2 separate regions of the Zea mays genome follow, and region 2 is linked to region 1. A link is a contact called in public Hi-C data. All regions are on one chromosome and are shown on one strand. Each heading gives the region's core, a stretch centred on a gene start, on an enhancer-like site or on the middle of the called end of the contact. The rest is flanking DNA. Distances are from core to core; before and after follow the strand shown.

The links. Hi-C and Micro-C count contacts between places; a contact is called where the count stands out from the background.
Region 2: a contact with region 1 is called in a Hi-C map of ear, with 3 times the contacts expected there. The contact joins the enhancer-like site here to the promoter of LOC100281703 in region 1. A contact is called at or near these places in 3 of 25 Hi-C or Micro-C datasets (ear, endosperm and tassel).

What each region holds. Positions count from the first base shown.
Region 1 is chr4:92,046,192-92,052,067 of Zm-B73-REFERENCE-NAM-5.0, reverse strand. It overlaps LOC100281703, which reads left to right and starts at 3,256. Exons shown (of 9, transcript NM_001154623.2): 1 at 3,256-3,585; 2 at 3,683-3,745; 3 at 4,142-4,232; 4 at 4,433-4,509; 5 at 5,450-5,538; 6 at 5,648-5,831. The coding sequence starts at 3,406.
Region 2 is chr4:92,618,999-92,624,874 of Zm-B73-REFERENCE-NAM-5.0, reverse strand. It overlaps the pseudogene LOC103653512. Among protein-coding and RNA genes, the nearest start is that of LOC100192508, 13 kb to the left of the region's middle. Within about 2 kb of position 2,289, at least 16 of the 20 cell types and tissues checked have an H3K27ac peak or open chromatin away from gene starts, as enhancers often do. A contact at or near this core is called in ear, endosperm and tassel, where this site is marked.

The DNA of each region.
Region 1 (5,876 bases), core at 2,007-4,506:
AAGTTAGCCATTTTAGGGTGTTTGGCTGCAGATGCTTTGTGCTGAAACAGGGTAATTTGGACAAGTTGTTGGTCTTCTAATGGGGTTTTTCTGGGTTATGCATTACATTCTCGTGCTTATCATGTCCTTAACCTGGAGAGTAACCACATTATGGAGACTAGTGAGGTCACATTCGATGAGACTGCACATTATCCATCTCTTGTCTTTAAGCCTGCAGATCCAGATCAGATGGGACAAACCATCTTTGTAGAGGAGGAGCACGACGACGTCGATTGGGTTGCTCCTGAGCTGACCCCACTGGCTACCCCAGGCAAACCTGCTTCCACTACTTCGGCTGATGGACCCGACCCCACTTCTTCCACCACCTGGGGCCCGCTCGAGCTAGCTCCTGCTGAGACTAGAGGAGTTGAGGCTACTGTTGAGGGGGAGGTCACTTCCTCAAGGGAGGCTCCATAGCACATTCAACACCGTCACCCACCTCAACAGATGATTGGGGTGCTTCACGAGCGAGTCACTCGCTCCAGGTCACAACAAATTTCTTATTTTGCTCACTCAGCTTTTGTTGCTACTTTTGAGCCCCAAGATGTTGGACATGCTTTATCTGATCCTAACTGGGTTAATCCATGCATGAGGAGCTTGAAATTTTTGAAAGAAATCGGGTTTGGGTTTCGGTGCCACCTCCTTCTAACTGTCATCCCATCGATACCAAATGGGTTTTCAAAAACAAATAGAGTGAGGATGGTTTGTAGTGAGAAACAAGGTGAGGTTGGTTGCCCAAGTGTATTGCCAAAAAGAGGGAATTGATTATGAGGAAACCTATGCCCCTGTTGCCCGTTTAGAGGCCATTAGGATCCTTTTAGCCTTTGCTGCTTTAAAGGGTTTCAAGCTTTTTCAAATGGATGTCAAAAGTGCCTTCTTAAATGGGTATATAGAGGAAGAGGTGTATGTGAGACAACCCCCTAGTTTTTAGAGTTGCAAGTTTCCTAACTATGTCTTTAAACTCCAAAAAGCTTTGTATGGTTTGAAACAAGCCCCTAGAGCCTGGTATGAGCGTTTGAAATCTTTTCTACTTTCGAAGGGTTTTAAAATGGGCTCTGTGGACAAAACTCTTTTTCTCCTCAAGCATGATAATGACACCCTCTTAGTCCAGATTTACGTGGATGATATCATCTTTGGTGGTTCTTCTCATGCTCTTGTGTCTAGATTTTTAGATCTTATGAGCAGGGAATTTGAGATGAGCATGATGGGCGAGATGAACTTCTTTCTTGGGCTGCAAATCAAGCAGACCCAAAATGACACCTTTGTGCATCAAGACAAGTATACAAAGGACGTCCTGAAGAAGTTTGACATGGACGAGGGCAAGCCTCTTTCAACACCTATGTCCACCTCATCGACGCTTGACACTGATGAGGACGACGAACCCGTGGACCAGAAGGAGTACATGATCTTGATTGACTCTCTCATGTACTTGACTGTGACGAGGCTGGACATACACTTTGCAGTGTGTCTGTGCGTTCGTTTCTAGACTTCCCCACGCACATCTCACAAAAGGTTGTGAAGCGGATTATGAGGTACCTACGTTTCACTCCTGAGTTTGGTTTGTAGTATTCCTCATGGTCTGTTCTGTATTTGTGTGGTTACTGTGATGCTGATTTTGCGGGTTGCCGTTTGGAGCGCAAGTCTACTTCTGGGACTTGTCAGTTTTTGAGGATTTTGTTGGTTTCATGGTCTTCTCGAAAACAGTCTAGTGTTGCCCTATCTACTATAGAGGCCAGAATATGCCTTATCAACGTCAGACATCAACTGCTTCTCCTGGTCACAACATCCTCCTCATGAAGCACTAAGAAAAAATAAAACAAAAAAATAATATGATTAGTTTATATCCCTTGTGAAAAAATAACTGAGAATAAAACTAGAAAAATCTAGAAAAAAACACAAGAGTGTGAATATGGGATGGTAGAAAAAACAAGAAACGAAACGAGACGGACAAGGACTCACCGTCCGCTAGTTGTTGGTCTTCTCCACTTGCAGAGCGCGGCACCGAGTATGGATCTAGGACGAGAAGTAGACGAGCGATGATGATAAGAGTAGAATCCAATCCATCCAAGTGTGGACAAGGCCGTTCCTGACTTTTCAGGGGCCTAGTGTGAAATCCGATATGGATACCCCATCCACACACAAATATATATAATTATACAAATATTATCAAATATTTGACGTATAAAATTATTATGCACTGTTTTGAAGTTTATAAGATAACAAATGTAAAATATAGTAAAAAAACACTTACTTGTTATCTGATATCATTAATAATATCTTCTAACATTTTATGATACAAAGTCATCGTTTATATCATTGAGATCAATCTCATCCAACAATTTTTTTCGATATATAGAATCACCAAGCCATTTAACATCTCTTGAGTTATTGTTGGCCATAAATAGTTCACAAAAATATTTCAATTTTTAAAAGCTCCTCTCTGCCGATGCAATCATCATATGTATAGTAAATAGTACTATCTCTATATCAAAATAAAATTTGTTTTGCTTCTTTAGTGAATTCATCATCATCTAGTTGAATATAAACATAAAAATCAAGAGTTAAAACAAAATACTATTTTGAAACAGATAGAGTATTCGATAAGTAATTGAGACATTAACTTAATAATCTAAATGAGACTGGTCGATAGCGCAATCGGTCTTTACATATTTATGTCTAGAATAGATAGATTTAATAGAAAAAAGTGCTAGCTTCTATTGGCTAGGTGTCCCTCCGTTTTTTGGGGCCTGGTGCGGCCGCACCTTCCCCACCCCAGATACGGCGTTGAGCGTGGATCTATAAGATTCTCCAAGATGTGGCGTGATGCTTCGAGATGTTGTGGTGCTCAGTGATGTGCTAGGCGGGGTAGCGTGCGGATGACTGCGGGTGACGGCACTGAGGCAGGTGATGGTGGTGGGTGAGGGCGTTCACAGATTAAGCAGAGGCGAAGACGATCCAAGAAGTGGAGCCCTATCTCTATCAAACGTGGTGTAAGGAAACCTGTACGTAACCCTTCCAAACGGGCAGCTGGACGTGTTTTTTTATCGGTGGACCGCCCGTCCGGTTTCGGTGTTCCCAAAAGAAGCGCATAATTTGATCATGGATAGGTTCTCGTAACAAAATGTTTTTTTTCTGGATTCCGAAGGAAAAAGGACGAACAGAGAACCCGTGTTTTAACTTTTTTGTTTACACACCCGCCGTACAGTGATGTATGCTGTAGTACCACCATCCTTTCCTCTAGAGTTCAAAAATCTACTGATCTAGAGGCGGGCCGGCCTCCCATGCCGCCACCGCCGCCTCCAGGACCACCTCACCAGCGCCGTCGCCGCGGCGCTTCTTCGCAGCTTCGCCCTCTGGCCGTGGGATATGGTCCAGTCACGGCGGCGCAGCGGCAACTACCGTTGCCCGCGCCGCGCCGCACTGCCGGCGGCAGCGCTCCTGCTCTTCCTCCTCGCCGCCGTCGCGCTGCTCTACGTCTCCCCGCCGCCGCTCGCAGACCACCCCGTGCTCGCTTCCTCCCGCCGCCGCCGCTCGGCCCATACCTTGGTATCGCATCGCACTAGTAACCTAGCCGCCTCTGCTTTTTTTTTCCCTTCACATCTCTCGATCTAACCTATCTTGCTTTATGCTCTCGCTCGCTCAGCTGAACAGCTCCGGCGCCGGTAGCATGGAGGAGTTCGAGCGCCGCGAGATTTCCCGTGCTCCGGTAAGTATGCCCTTTTCCGGTTAGACCGAGTGCAGCAGATCTCACTAGCCTTTATCCTGTTTATATTAGTAAAGTTGTGAGTTCAACACTCTGGATTACCCTTTTGATTTGTAGGTAAATGAATTGGGTGCCACATCATGTGCCATTTTTCAGCAAATTAGACTGTGACAAGCTATTGGTTTTTCTTGTTATTTTGGTTCTAGACGAGTGAAATTCGCTTCCTCTAATACATGTTTGAGCTTAACTGGATTTTATTTATGTTGCCATAAAATTATTTCGATATGCATGCCCTTTATCTTCAGAGTTCCTGCATCATGATTTGGTTGCTTTCCTAAGGCATGTGAAATTTAATTTTATTTTTATAATTGATGAGTTTATTACAACTTTAAAATGTAGACGAATGGTTCGGCCGTCAGGGATGACCTTTGGGGTTCAAAGCTTGCTAGCAAATTTTATGGGTGCAGCAACTCAAGCAGCAGGTTTCTTGGTAGGCAAACTTTTTAAAATCCACTGTTGGTAGAAATTTGGTGAAACTGCATTGGACAATTTTATTTGTTCCACAGTTCTACAAGGCTACAAATGCTAGGTGTTTAGTTGTAATTAATGCTTTTGAGATTCGGGAAATAGTTTTGACTGCATCTTTTGTTAAATTTTACCTGAAGCAGTTTTTGTTTCAAAATTGTGTAGACTCAAATATTACTACCCAACCAGAGCGCTATTTGATGATTGTTACAAGTGGAGGCCTGAATCAACAGAGAACAGGGGTAAGTGTATTCTAATTGTTTGTTTCCCATAAATAATATGCACATGGATTGACAGGAGTGTAGGACAAAGCATGTGGTACAACCTTGTTATACATGTTTATGCACTACTTTATAGTTTCATTGTCCTCTATTACAGTAAACCCTTGAAACTCTTTGAGTTTGTACAAGAATCTGCTCCATATTCTAGGATTCTTTTCCGATATCTCCCTGGGTATCTAGACTCTGAAGTAATGCAGCAAATATATTGTCAAGTGGCTAAACTAATACTAGATTCATCTAATGCACAAAGAAGCTAATGTTTTGTATCTTTTTATGGTCTGCCAGCTTTCTTTTGTTCATAAAGTTTGGAAGGATGTTTTTTTTTCAGGCAACACATTACGCCAATATGAATATGTCATGGCCCATATCCATAAACAGAATTAACAGTGCAAACTTGGATCATATCCTTTTATGGATTATGTACTCTTTAACTTAGAACGTACTCCTTCCTATCCCAAATATAACTCCATCTAGCCTTGTCCCAACACCAAATATAAATCAATGGTAACTTCAGTGCATCTGTTTGCTTCATTCTTTCATGTCTACCCCTTATTAAATGAACACTAATCAATGCAGTACACTTACCACTCATCTTAACTCTAGCAATGATTGATGAACAATGTAGTCATTGTAATTCACCTTAATTTTTGCATTAGAAATCACCAGCTGATACTTATAATATCCATATTGTTGCTTAGAAGTATAGTGTCAATCCTTTTGAGTCCTGACCAGTGCCTGGGGACATGTTGAAGCCTTGAAATTTGAGACCTGCCTCTCAATTTACTACCACGTTCTTATAAGAGTCCACATGAGTTTTTTTATGCTTTAGTGATAATTGTAATACTTATATGCCTTGTTGTTATCTTTATAGACCTAATTAACATGTGTATTGCTCTTTCAGATAATCGATGCTGTTGTTGCTGCACGCATTTTAAATGCCACACTTGTTGTTCCCAAACTAGACCAAGCATCCTTCTGGAAAGATTCAAGGTTAATTTGGAGCGCAAATCACTTCTATGCCAGAATCTTCTAAGGCTTCCTGTTTTTCTAAGATGACTTTAATGCATTTGGGTTGTACTTAATATAACTTTTCCCGCAGCAATTTTTCGGATATTTTTTACGCCGACTGGTTCATCTCATCTCTATCAAAGGATGTAAAGATTGTGAAAGAGCTTCCACATATAGGAGGTAAACTTCGGGCTCCTCACAGAATGCGTGTTCCCCGAAAATGTACTGAGCGGTGTTACTTGAACCGTGTTTTGCCTGCACTTCTTAAGAAACATGTAAGTCATTTTATTGTACATGTGTTTGTTAATTAGTTACCAAGA
Region 2 (5,876 bases), core at 1,040-3,539, 570 kb before region 1:
TTGTGGTATTTCACTAAAAATGTCAAGTGGTTGTGGATAAAGGATTTCTCATCCTTGTTCTGTAACATATATATTTTATAATAAGATAGCTACACCCTCTCAAGAGAAAAAAAAAGGAGACCTACACACTGTTAAAAGTAAAACACCAGCTGAGCACACGAACTTACACCAGCATATTGGCCCTTGACACCCAGCCTGGTAAACAGTAGCACCCCTATCCTGCCTTGCAATAGAAACAACTAGTGGGAGGTTGTCAAGAATCCTGTGAAGAAAATTCATCATGTAACTACAGCCTTTTTCATGCAATCAAAATTACAGTGCCACGTATAAAATCCTTACATGTTCACCCGATACTCATCCTCTATCTTTTCCTTGAGCTCCTTTGTTTGTTTATCATCAATTTTTGTTTTGCAAATAATCTGGCACATCTTGGGCTCCCCCATCTCAAACTATAGCACAAACGAGAAACAACAAAGTAGATAACAGCTCAGTGATTTAATACATTACAAATTACAAAGGTGAATATGTGACTAGCAGTAATCTAGTACTGACCACATAAGGAGAGTTCTCAATGCGATCACCACGCAGAACTTCTCCAAGATTCTCTGCACTGTCAACTATCATGTTTGGCTTGCAAAAAGGAAGAGAGTAATACGAGTAGGGAAGTTGTGTCTTTGTTGATGTCAGCTTATTCACCTTCACCAAAAGTGGATCTTTCTGCAGAAAATTATCTATGAACCAGTTAGAGAACATGCAAAACATATTTCAGTAAATAAAAGGCTACAAGTTAAGAAGGAAATGCAAAACATCATAAGAAGGATAAATCATTTTCCCCATAGCTCAAAAGATTGAAACACACACACCATTTTACATTTGTTTCTCTAAACATAACTACTAGCACACATACATACTTAAGGATATTAAAATAATGGGTTGTCATCAATTCATCATCAGAAGCAGAAGTGAATTAATTAGCATGATGCATGAGAAACATATGACTGTACGGCAATGACTATTGTGCAATCAGGCCTTATGTGCAAGTGAGCATTCTGGTCCGTTAGATCACGACTCAACCATATGTTACATTTAACACTAACTCTTCCACCACCAGCTCACGTAGATTTATAAAAAAACCTCTAACAAACCACATTTATATCTACAGTTGGATCATGATCTAACGAAACAGAATGCTCACTTGCACGCTTGCACATAATGCCTGGTTGCATATTAGTTGTCGCCATGACGGTAACACACAAGTGTAGATCCACATGTTACACCAGGCAACAAGGAACAATGGAAACAGAAGTGAAAAAAATGGTTTGGTATACAATGGCTTATTGTTAAAGAAAACATCACCTGCAGCTGCCAAGTTCGAACTATAAGTATCATGTATACAATGAAACATATGAAATTCACCTTCTGAGATCAAGTGGAGCATTTACTGTATGTACAAAAATTTGAAAAACTGCATATCTTGAATACGAGTGAGTACAGATTTGAGTGTATCTGGGTGCAGACTGTTGTGTGATCTGCAGATTTTAAACACATCTGGGCACAGACTCTGGCATACTCACCGCACAATTTTCTTATTTAAAGTTTCAAGTACACGAATACAGACACTAGATCAACTATAGTTTTCAGTTATTTATAGGGGGAAAAGTTGTTGCCTCGTCATTGAGATTTGAAGCAAGGGACCTAGCCAAAAGTGAATGCCAGTGGTGAAGAATTCCATGTGCACCCCGATCAAATGTCAGGGAGCAACTGAAGTGGTGGTACGTCATTAGCACTAAGCAGCACCGTGCAGAAATGAAACGACAGGCACGCAATTCGTCAGATTACACCAGTGCGCACAGAAGCGCCAACGTATTATCATGTTAGGTGAGTGAACAGCGTGTGCCACCCGAAACGACACAAGACTAGTAAGAGAAGAGTAAGGGAGCGAGCGAGAGCTGCAGAACCCTGAGATCCCAAACACCACCGCTCGCATCCAACTCGATAGACACCAAACTATGGATCTGGCCGTCGAGATCCAACGAGAAAGGGTGGGGAGAACCATTACGTTACGAGGAAGATGGGAATGAGTGAAGGGAACTGACTTTGTGGAAGTCATTGGGCGCCACGCCAGGGAGGTAGAAGGCGGCAGCCGGCAAGGCAACGAGGAACGCTGCGAGCGCCGCCGCGGCCCAGCGGTGCATCGCCGGCGCTCGCATCGGTCGGGGTTGGATCTGAGTCGGAGTCGGAGGTGATCCCTCGCAGTCACAGTACACTGGCAGTCCGGCACTGGCAGGGAGGCTCTCTATGCCTTTTTTAGACTGACTCTCTCTGTGCTGTGGCCCTTCTCTGATGTCTCAACTCTGAACGAGAAATGGTGAACGGGCCAGACAGAATTTGGGCGGATGCATGGAACAGGCTTGCGTTCAAGGAAGCTCAAATCGGCTTTGCGCGGCTCGTACATGCTTAACTGCATATCGTCGTGACACTATTTTGCGCTATAGAATAGAGTGAATCTATAATCTATAACATTATATAATCTATCTGTTGAGCACACAAAAGAGCTGTGGGGCCAGACGGTCCGCGGTTCGAACGGTCCACGATAGTGGCGCGGACGGTCCGCACGTGCGCAGAATCAGTTAGGGTTTCGAGTTTTTTTGCAAGATTTGTTATCTAAAGCCACGGAATTAGCTCGGGAAACGATTTGTAACGGATCCAGATGTAACACCTCAAGTGTTACCCAGGCACCAGCTTCATATAGGCACTGATGACTTGTTATCACATGTGGTTAATTAGAGGAGAAGGAGCACCTAAAACCTTGAAAACATGGGTTAGCTAAGAAATGATAATGACAAAAGCTTTACCCAAACATTTTGAACAATTGTCATCTTGAGCCAAGTAGGTTAAAACCCTAAGACCCCTAAGGGCACTAAACTTCCAAGCAAGGGATCAGTGGATAAGTTAATCAAGTTGCCAAATCTTGATTTTAATCCTTAACCAAAGTTTAAGTAACATTATAACCTACAAAATGCAGAGGGGAAACATTACAAAAAGACCCCTTAAAGACCCCAAATCCACTCCTTAAGTAGAGAGCACACTAGAGCTCTCTAATCTTCTCTAAGTCAAAATTTAACCCTAATCTAAAGATAAGATGTGTTCACTTAGTAAATGACGCCAAAACCACTTGGTCTAAATACCAAAAAGGTGCCAAACCACCTAAGAGACCCACTGGAAAAATTTGAACACGAGCCAAATTCGTTTGACTTGATTTGGCATCACTTTTGTCGCGGAGTGGACTGGGAGACAAGCCAGATTTGGCATCCGCAAATCTCCCTACCTAGGGCATATCTGCCATTGGAACTCACATACAAGAGACAGACCTAGGTGCCAGGAGGAGGCCTGCACCGGATTTTTGCCAAGATTCGCACGTTTGCGATCTCGGCAAGCTTTTGAACATGGGCAGAAGAACACCTCCACGTGTTCGACGCGCCCTGAACGCGCCAGAGCACGCCCAGCACCCGACCCCGCGCGCCCCGCGCCGCGCCAAGCCACGCCCGTGTCCCCTGCCCGCGCCCGCGCCTATAAAGCCAGCCAGGGCTTCAGTCGTATGCCCCCGCGTGCTCTCGACCTCACCGGAGCAAGAGATCGCCGGAGTTGCCCTGTACACGACGTGGCACCGGCCGCCCGAGCACTCGCCGCCGTAGACCGGCCAGTAGAGCCATTCCCAACCCCGTCCAACCCTCGAGAGAGACTCTACGTGCCTCGGTGAAGCCCCCCAGAGCGAGGGATCGAGCTTTGCCTCGCCGAAGACGCCAGATTAAGTTCACCGGACTTCACCCGACCGCCGACGAACGTAGACCGAGCTCCACGGTGAGTTATTCTTCGATTCCTTGCACGGGTCGACTCATTGGCACCCCGTGAAGCTCCCCATGCCCTTGGATTGACCTGTATCGCTGTGGATAGGCCGGAGCAACCGCCGCCGATGAGCTCGCCTGCCTGCGCATGTGGACCGGTCGATTCCGGCCATCACCGTCGTCGAGCCATACCTCGTTGTGACCGCAAGGACCTCTCGAAGCCAACCCCACCCTTCACCGGACCTCCCTCACCGCCGGTAAGCCGCGCCGCCCTTTTTCCTTTCGCGGGTACTGTTCAAAAGGGGGGAGGGACCTCGGGGAAGAAGGAATAGAAGTCAGGGGAGTTTTTGAAATGTCAGCGACTCAAATGAATAGTAGCGCAGGGGTATAAGTTAAAAGATTGGTTTAGAAAACGCCCAGGGTCCTCGGTGTAAACCAGTTTTCCAGAAAACCTTTTTAATATTTCTAATTTAAATACAAACAGAGCTTGTAAAATTCATAACTTCAGTTTTATTCGACCAAATTTAGTCAAACCAATTTTGCCAGATTCTCAATAAAGTAAACTCTTTAGGAAAAATACAAAACCCTCTAAGTGTTGTAGAAGAATTTAGAGTTTTGAATTAAATAGTGCTCTGGCCAAAAGCTAAATAATATAGGGGAAAATAGTTACACTGCTAGACTGGGGTTAAGAAAAATCAGAGAAGTACTTAATCACTCCTTAATCTGTTTAAAAATAGTAAACCCCTAAGTACACCAAATTAAGGTAGGTTTTATCATTTAAAATCATTTTAGCCCAAAGTTAAAGAAAATAGAAAAGGGAGTTGAAAATGAGAACCAGGGAGCAACCACATTTTTGTTAGCTCACTTATTTAATAGAGTTCACTGGAAAATTTTATTAGACCTTTGTTTAGTACAAAAGAAATGAGATATATTTTATTTTATGCAAACAATGAAAACTTAGGAAAATCTTAGAAAAATAATCCTGAGGAGAAAACACCCCCAAACCTTGGGATAACTAATATTTTGTTATTATGAATATAGGAAAAATATGAGTTTTGTTGTTTGATATTTTTCAAATGACAAGTTAGTTATAAGTACTTTTTGGCATTAAACTTTAGAAAATCACAGCTAAATATCCAGTAGGTCTTTTTCTGTGATTTTTAACACAGAGGCCTAATATCACCTATGAATCTTGAGAAAAATAAAATTTAGTGCAGAGACCTCACCTAAATTAGAGCTATAGTATAAAGTGCCCTTTTACCCTTACTTTTGATAATTTTACACAAGGAGCATCTGAATTAATTTCAACCTCAAATTTCTAGGATAACCCATAGAGGTAAATATTTACCCACTGTAATTTTTACAACATTTTTGGAAAATGTTAACTGACCATGATAGTTCAAAAATGCTTAATAAGAAGCAATAGCAAGAAAGAGGGAATTTTGGGAGAAATAGATAATGTACAACCAAACCTTCCAAGGGGCTCATGGAACATAAAAATGTAATTAAAAGGTGTAACTTCATTCAAAATCTCAAAGATGAAGGTACAAAACCCTTAAGTATACCCAAAAGAAACCCTAGAGTACCACTAAACTTAGTACTGTTTTACTATGCATAGCCTTTACAATTTATCATGTCATTAATAAGCATATATCTTATACATTGCATTCGATAGACTGTAATCTCGCTGACGGGGAATACATCCTCGTGCCGGAGCAAGGAGTTGCTCAGGAGGTAGCCCAGGAGCCAGCACCAGAGCCTGCCTTCGAGGATCTGCCTGCCCCAGCTTTGGAAGGCAAGCCCCGGTTTTATGCATAACCGTTTATTATGCTATTTTACTACACTTAATGTTTGTAGGTTTGTAATGTGCACTAAGTGTAGGAGTTGATTGAAACCCTAGTTGCATCAACTCAGGAATCCTTTTGAGATGGATACTAGTATGCTAGTCGAGTAGCTGCTTTACTAATTAGGGATCTCGGTAGAAGTCGAGTGATTTTTCTAGCACTCGCACGAGGTCAGGAATTGGTTGTG